2 separate regions of the Gossypium hirsutum genome follow, and region 1 is linked to region 2. The links are chromatin contacts, called in public Hi-C maps. All regions are on one chromosome and are shown on one strand. Each heading gives the region's core, a stretch centred on a gene start, on an enhancer-like site or on the middle of the called end of the contact. The rest is flanking DNA. Distances are from core to core; before and after follow the strand shown. Region 1 overlaps LOC107896860 (U2 small nuclear ribonucleoprotein A'). Region 2 has its middle 5.9 kb from the start of LOC121208361.

The links. A called contact is a pair of places that touch in the nucleus more often than the background predicts.
Region 1: a contact with region 2 is called in a Hi-C map of leaf, with 4 times the contacts expected there. The contact joins two enhancer-like sites. A contact is called at or near these places in 18 of 34 Hi-C or Micro-C datasets (anther, callus, fibers and 4 more).

Annotation. Positions count from the first base shown.
Region 1 is chrA10:89,695,281-89,699,280 of Gossypium_hirsutum_v2.1, reverse strand. It overlaps LOC107896860 (U2 small nuclear ribonucleoprotein A'), which reads left to right. Exons shown (of 8, transcript XM_016822156.2): 6 at 52-102; 7 at 203-370; 8 at 1,684-1,869. The coding sequence ends at 1,689. Among protein-coding and RNA genes, the nearest start is that of LOC107896860, 7.6 kb to the left of the region's middle. Within about 2 kb of position 2,535, at least 7 of the 9 cell types and tissues checked have an H3K27ac peak or open chromatin away from gene starts, as enhancers often do. A contact at or near this core is called in fibers and leaf, where this site is marked.
Region 2 is chrA10:89,450,865-89,455,389 of Gossypium_hirsutum_v2.1, reverse strand. No RefSeq gene overlaps it. Among protein-coding and RNA genes, the nearest start is that of LOC121208361, 5.9 kb to the left of the region's middle. Within about 2 kb of position 1,424, at least 5 of the 9 cell types and tissues checked have an H3K27ac peak or open chromatin away from gene starts, as enhancers often do. A contact at or near this core is called in fibers and leaf, where this site is marked.

The DNA.
Region 1 (4,000 bases), core at 1,286-3,785, 240 kb before region 2:
TGCATCACTATGGCTAAATTCTGATATGGTTTAGATTTATTTGGTATGCAGGCGGCTATTGTGAATTCTCAGACTTTGGAAGAGGTTGCAAGACTTGAAAAGGTGATTACTTAATTGCAGGAGTGGCTTTTAATGACAGTTGTCGTTTAGATTTCTTTCTTAATTCTAACTTCACATTCTGGATGTCTCTTTGCTTGAGCAGGCATTGCAGACAGGTCAACTTCCTGCAGATTTGAAGATTCCCGGTGATGATACCAATGCTGCTAAAGGCGGAGATGAAAAAAAGGTTTCTGATATTCAAAATGAGTCCAATGTTGAACCAGATAATATGGATGAAGACAAGAATGAAGAACCTGCACCCATGGAACAGGTATGTTGATATTTACCATGAGGATTCTGAATTTTATTTGTGCTCATATGAGCTTTTTGTGTAGATATTTTAAATTGTTTTGGCTTATTGGAAGGTTTGGTACATGCATCCTTATATGCATTCTGTTTTAAAGCTTAAACCGAAACTTGAATGCTATAACAGTTATTCGCAAAGATTTTTTTCAAGATAATAAATTTACCTTAATGACTTATGGTAACAAATCTGTTTTTATGTATTTTTATTTGTTTTAATGGACCCTTTATTAATTACTTGGTTAAAATTAATTTAGATGTCTTTATTTTTTTAATAGTTCTTATCTCCCTTAAAATTGTCTCTGCTTGACTTTTCATGGTCAAGCATATCCAGCTTTGAACTCTTTTATATATACGTGTTTTAAACGATCCTTTATTATTATTTTAGTTAAAGTTAATTTAAATGACTATATATTTGCTACTACTTTGATATAAAAGTTGTTATTGATTGATTTTTCATGAAGTATATCCAATTTTAAGCTCCTTTTAGTTTGAACTTGTAAGTGATTAAATGAAAAAAAGAAAAGAATTTCCGAACTTTTGAGTGAGGGAGTTTATATATGTACTATATAGAATTTGATCGCTAAAATACAAAATAGTTTTAAGACAAAATTGATCAGTCAAAAGTCGAATAGTTTTGTATCTCCATGATGGTGAGAATATACTTTTTGTTGATGTATCTCCATGATGCCTGTATCCTTATTTTGTAAAAATCACTGTCATATAGTTTCTTTTTCTGTATTGCATCCTGTGTATGTGTGCATGCATATTTTTAAAAATGGCTGCCCGACTTAATTTAAGTGTTAGGTAGAATGGGGTTTGGGTAATTTCTGCCCCATATATTAAAATAAAAACAAAAAGGGAAACAGCTAAAAAGTTATAAATGATCTATCTATTAACTAGCTTAAAAGATACAAAGCATCCTTGAGCTCAAATTTGACTTATAACAAAGCTTGAAAATAAAAGGTCAGCTAGACCATTTTTAAGTTTGATGATTGAGCTAAAAATGGTTTGAGTGTTGAGAAAATTTTATTAAATTTTGTCTGGGATTGTAGTTCAGTGCGAAGTTGCTCAGATCCTTAGACTTCATAGACAAATTTTCATGACAAGTTAGTTTCATGTGTGATCAATATATAGATGATTTTATGTGTTTTATCTTGAAGTAAGTTTCACGTATATGAATGTATTGATGTTTCTAATATGTGTTCATGTGCCATGTATGGTTAATATGGTAAGTGGTCTCATTATTTATTTATTTATTTATTTTATTTGTTGTTTCAGGAATAGCAGCCAATCAGTTGGGTGCATTGTTGAATGGCAACAAAGGATTTGGGATATCGATTTTCGTAGTCTAAAGGATAGTACTCAGCTCTATTTTGTTTGGATATTGAGATATGGATTATAGCTCCTTTGTTGTGCTACTGGTTTTGACATAGTTGTGAATGCATCTGGCGTGGATTTTATTAAGTTGATCCTTTGGATATTAGACTTGGTGCAAAGGTGATGGGAGCGGAACGCCCAGAGATGGTTGAGAATATGATTCTAAACATCGAATCAAATTACAAACTCCAATCTTATATTCACATTATAAATTTCAATTTAATTAAAAGTGATAATTATCTCATTGAAAAGAAACATCTAATTTAACCCAACATGATTTGTGGTTAAGTATTCTTTCAGTTTCAAAAGAAATTGGAAGCACCTGGATCTGATGTAAATTCGAGAGGTAAAAAATTGTGCAAGAATCGCTTGTGAAAGAATGCCCTCTTTGGCTCTTTGATAGAAGGAGCTGTTAGGGGAATGGGATTGATGGAAGAATTGGACAAAGACTGTTTGGGACGAATACGCTGCTAGTCTTTTGGATGCGGGATTTCCGCTCTTAGGGGAATATCCGCACTTTTAGTCCACTCTGAGACATCTATTAGACCGTGGGGCATGAACACGAAGGGTCGACTTTCACGTGCCTTAGAGGAGAAATTGACTTTTTTCTTTTATTTTATTTAAATTAATTAAATTGTAAATTTTGGGCTGGAAATTTATTTGGGTTTTCGTTGCCATCGTATGGATATGAGCTTTAGGCATTTAAATTTTGGGTATCGACATTAGTTTTTATTTATTTAAGAAATAGATCAGTTTATACTGTTTGAAAACTCAAAACCCAGCACCGATTGATGAAATCACAAAAAATGATATGTTTGACCTACACTTATCATGGATTCTGACATTCAACTTGGTCCAAAGTTGTGTCTGAAAAATGAGAAGATTTCAATAAAAAATTAGATTTAAAAAATAGATTTGGGAAAAAAAATAAAATTTATTTAGAAAACAAGTTAGTTCTTGGGTAAGGTTTATTTTTGGTCTAGGTTAAATTAGGTCAAAATTTGCAAAAAGAAACTGCTGTTGTTTTGCTGTAACGTCACAAATATTGCTACTATTTTGTTATTATTATTTGGTTATTGTATAATTATTGTTTTATTTTTAATTTTACTACTATTTTATTGGTATTTTCTTGTTAAGTTGTACTTATCTTAGAATTATCTAAGTATAAAGACTATTTTTTTTAAAAAAATATTTTCAATTTGTTGAGAAATATTTTTTTAAATATTTTTTGTATATTTGACGTATTATATTTTTTAAATTTATTTTTATATATAAAAATAATATAAAAACCAATACGGGCGGGCTAGTCCAGGCTCGGGTTTTAACTTTTTTATTTGGGCTAGGGTTAAACAAAATTTTAGGCCTATTTTTTGGACCGAGTCAAGCCTGTGCCTATAAAGCCGACTTGAAATTTTGTTACTGACTCAACCCGACCCGACCCATATCACCTTTTAACTTAACCAAATAAATTGATAAATGACTTAATTTAGTTAAATTAATTCGACTTATTTCGATTTAATCAGTTAACGGGTTTTTACACCCCTATTCATTCATAACAACAAATACCTCAATCAGTCAATTGCCAAAAGAAAAGAAAAAAAAAACAGAACACAAGCAACAAAAAGGCCAGGGCCATATGAATTTCTTAATAGACTTTTTACTTGGGTTCATGGTTTTTGATGTTTCACCATTTTAAAGTAGTTTTTTTTCTTTAAAAAATTCGGTTAAATTATATTAGTTGAATGGTTGAAGCAATCAAATCTTAGTTTAATAGGTGGATCCATTTCAAATTTCACAATATTGGCCATGGTAAGCTTTATTATATAGTAATGTATAAGCCACAAACATGAAAATGAGTGAATTAAGTGATAAGTTTATATTATTACCAGCTATACCTAGTTCAGGTCGATTGTATATTTACTAACATCTCTCACTAATGCAGCAAATATCAAACCCTGTTGATTCAACTGTTGATTCAAGTAAGGATGGAGTAAAATTAATAAAGTTGAAGATGCTAAAGTAGTGATTTTTTTAGGCAAAATTTGAGACCAACTTTGAATGGGATCCTCTTGGTTGATTATCCAATATGAATATGTATATATTTCGATAAGATTTTTAATGCACTTAACAATGTAGTTTAGGAATTCGAGTCATAATGTAGTTTAGGAATTCGAGTCATGACCAATTTAGTAAAATATCTAAAAGTATAATTTTTTGG
Region 2 (4,525 bases), core at 175-2,674:
TAAAAAAATCATTTTAGGGTGAATCGGGATCTCTGCCAGTCGCCGGCTTCACCACTGTGCATAAGGATATTTATTTATTTATTTATTATGTTTTAATATGAGTTAGTAATAAATTAATTTCAATAGATTATTTTTGGTAACTCTCATGATTTGTTTTAAAAAATGAGAAGAAAATATTTTAAAAATCTTATTTTTTATTAATGTTTTTATTTATCTTTCTAATTTCAAGTTTAAATTTATATAAATTATTTTTTATTTAATGTCTAATTATATAATACATATTATGACACAGTTTTAATCATTTCTCTAATGCCAAAAGGAGACAAAATTTCACATCTTTTTATGATAATATTAGTTAGAATCTTGAAATTAATATTATAAATAGGGTAATTACAAATCTTGGCATACGAAATAAAAGATAGATAACTATGATTTTAAGTCAGATTTGATAAACCCCATCACTTTCATCTAAATTTTAGAGATTTGAAGTCTGTTTATTTCTTGACAAGTTGTTCAAAGGTTTGCTCAACAAATCAATTTATATCACAATTTTTTTTTTAAACAGTTAGCTGTTAAACAAGCATCTCTGGGGAGCACTTTTTGTTGATTAAACCGCTGAAGAAGGAAGGAAAAATTTAGAAAGCTTTGATCTGTTTTTCTATAGAAACCATGTTATATAACCTTTAAGTTTTCTAGAGTATTTGTATTTGTTCGTATACAAATATTCAAATATAAGTATAATGTAATATTATTTAAATAAATTAAAATTTTTTAAAACAATTGCATATACTTATCGAACTAATCTTTCAGCATTAACATATACAACCTAAGAGAACCAGGCTGCTTTATTCAAAACCTATCCATTGTCATTGATATAATTCAGTCAATGTGCTAGCCTTCACCAAGAAGCATAGAGCAAATATATAGTCTATAAGTTATATTAGACGTCTCCCAATGCTAGTCTTTATCTAGCCTAAGTTTACTGGCACCTTAATTGAAAGCTTCAACTTAATGGAAAAAGGGGAAATGAATGCAACAAAAATATAATATTCAAGTCTCATATTTACTCCATTTCTGATTCTCTTGGACACAAGACATATTTATATGGATATCAGACTTAAGTCTCTGAGGCAAACTGATAATATTAAAGAAAAAATCTGCAAGAAGCATTGGTTCACGTTTCTTGCTTAAAAATCTTATCTACAATACATTTTCTTCATGTTCTTGTCAATTAAATTAGCTTAACTTTTCAAATGTTCCACCCATTTTGACGACTTCATCATGTTTCTATCTAAATTATTTTTGAAATTACATTTGTATTATTTATTGAAAAAGCTTTCAAAGGGGAGGCTATTGAAGCCTTGACGGATCAGGGTCAAGAAGATTTAATTACTATGGGCTCAGTATTGGTATTGGATCAGAATAAAGGGCTAGAAACACAAATAGTTGAGGGCAATGAAATGGACTTAAATGAGAAAGAAATGCAGATTCCAATCAATGAAGGGAACCCAAAGTTAAATCAAAATTCAACATTTTTATAAGAAATAGAGGAACCAAGGGATCGGGTTGCAGCATCTGAACTTGAAGAGGAACTTTTCCAAATAAGACAAAACAAAAGAAATAAGAAAGTGTTGAATGAGAGAATTAGATTTATGCAGAAGATTCAGGATACAGTGCTCACAACAAAAGAAAAGCTGAAGAGAGATAGGGGAATGAGAAAATTAAAGGGAAATGGGGATTCCAGGAACGACGAAAGCATAGCAAACCTATCGTTATCGGACTCAGACATCAGTAACAGAAGAAAAGTCATTGTTAAAGAAGCGAAGAAGACGTGGGAGGTGGGGAAAAAATTGGGGTTTAGTGTCCAAGGCGATGAGGAGATAGTAATCGAAGAGATAATGAGGATTGAAGGGCAGCAATAGGGAGCTATCAAAGACAGAGGGAGGAGGAATTCAGGATAATTGGTGAGTGGCTGGTTTACTGGATTTTACTTTATTTAATTAGTTCGATTGGAAATATGAGATTTGTCTCCTGGAATATCAAAGGGTTGGGGCCTGTAGCTAAAATAGAAGCTGTCAATAGATTAGTGAGAAAGACTATGGCAAATGTCTGCTTCCTTCAAGAAACTAAGTTAGAAATGGTGTCAATGGATTTAGTTAGAAAATTTTGGGGCGATGACTATTTTGAATTTAAATTTGCAGCTGCAATAGAAAGGTAAGGAGGATTGATAACAATATGGGATAAAGGTATGTTTACAACCAATATGGAGTTTAGTGGGAACAAATTTATTGTAATTGAAGGAAAGTAGGTGTGTGAAAGGATGAAGGCAGTATTGATTAATGTATATGCTCCTAACAATCTGTCAGATCAAAAAATTCTTTGGGAAGATCTATATGGGTTTAGAAGTAAATTTAGTAATGCATGGATAGTAGGTGGGGATTTTAACATGGTGAGAAATAGAAGTGAACGAATCATCTGTTCGGGCATAAAGAAGGGGTCAAAGGAGTTTGGTGACTTTATTGATAGATGTAAATTGGAAGATTTGCCGTTATTGGGGAAAAAGTTCACATGGATTGGTCCGGACAATAGACGTAGTAGACTTGATAGATTTTTACTAGAGGAAGAATGGTTGGTTCAATTGAAAGACTTACAACAGCAAGGACTAAACAGAACGATATCGGATCACATACTAGTTTTGTTGGTAAATGAAACAATCGACTGAGGACCAAGACCTTTCAAGTTAGTTAATGCATGGTTTAAAAAGCAAGATTGTAGGAGACTAATTGAGAATGAATGGTCGGGAATGGGTAGTTTAAAAGGGCAAATGGCAGTAAAACTCAAGGGAGTTCTCAAGAAATGGAATGTGGGTGCTAGCAATGTTTTGGAAAAAAGAATTATAGAAAGCGAAGATAGGATAAAGGAGATTGATGAAGCTAGCGAACATAGAATGTTGACCGAGCAAGAAATGAAGGAATTAAAAAATTTGAATGTCGAACTTTGGGAAGCAATTAAATTTAAAGAATTTATTTGGCGTCAAAAATCAAGGATGACATGGTTAAAAGAAGGGAATGCTAATTGTGCTTTTTTTCCATAGAACAGTTAAAATAAAGGCTAAAATAAAGATGGTGTACAGCTTGAAAATTGGGGGTCATTGGTACAAGGAACCTAAGGAGATAAAATAGGGACTGTACAATTTTTTCAAAAATTATTTTAATTGCCTAGCAAGAAAGTGGAAAATGGAATTGGATCTGAAGTTCAGAATACTTAATGGGGAGATGGCTTTGAGAGTAGAGGAACCATTTTTGATAGATGATATTAAAGAGGCTGTTTGGCATTGTGATGAATCGAAAGCACCTGGACCAGATGGTCTTAATCTGTGTTTTTTTAGAAAAAGTTGGGAGATTGTAAAGGAGGATCTATTTAGATTGATGTCTAATTTTTTCATATTAGGAAAGCTTGAGAAGAGTATCAATTCATCATTTATCACACTCATTCCGGTGTCTTGAGAGATAATGAGGGAGTCACAAGAGCTTTATTTTTAGGTTCTGTAGTAGCAAATGATACTGATTTGGTAGAGATTAGCCCAGTGATGGTAGCATTGGAAGTATTTTTAGATATGAAATGGAAGCTAAATGATTCTCTATTTATAGAACTTGGTTCAATAGCAGTGTTAATTGGTGTGCAAATAAGTCAATGAGACCATGGTCTCTTCAAGCAACTTTTGCAGAAATTGAAAGAGACATTGAGAAGGTAGGAAATGTTGTTTTTTCGATGGCAGAAAAGAATGGAAACGAAATGAAATCTTCCTTGGTGATTGCAGGTATAAATCGTGAGGAAATGGTTAAAGCTTGGTGGTGAGCTATTACTTTGATGTAAACATAGGTCTGTTACTGATTGAATGTGTTTTCTTTTGGAGTGCTGTAATGTTAAACTTTTGAACGTTGTTCTATTTTTTTTTTTTACAATAGAACAGATCGAATAAAGCAAAAAAAAAAAAGCTTTCAATTTGTGGATGTTTCAATTATATGTTGGGATAGAAAAATTAATATAAAAAGGTAAAATAAGAAGCAAAGTAAGAAGAGAAATAACATAATATTTGTTAAGTTTGGATCAACAATCCTACTTTATGGAATCTCGAATAGAGAATGATTATGTTCAACAATTGAAATAGTGGAATGACGGAAATGTGCAAGTGTACACAATTGTTATCAAGTAATAAAATGACAAGTAAATATCAAATTATCGTACCTACATAGACTGTGCAAAGAAATATTTATGAAATGCAATTAAAAACACTTTGGTGAAAGAAAATCTTTTGTTTTGAAAAAGGGTCTAATAAAACTAGATTTTAACTAAACCTGATCATGGGTCGGGTAAGGTCGCCAGAAATGTGGGAGGGTTTGGGAAAAAATATAGGCCCGAAAAATGGGCCTAAAATTCACTGCAACTTGGTAATTTGTTAACTATAGCACTACAGTGTAACGCCCTGATAAATTTGTTTCTGTTTCTCTAAATATCTAACATA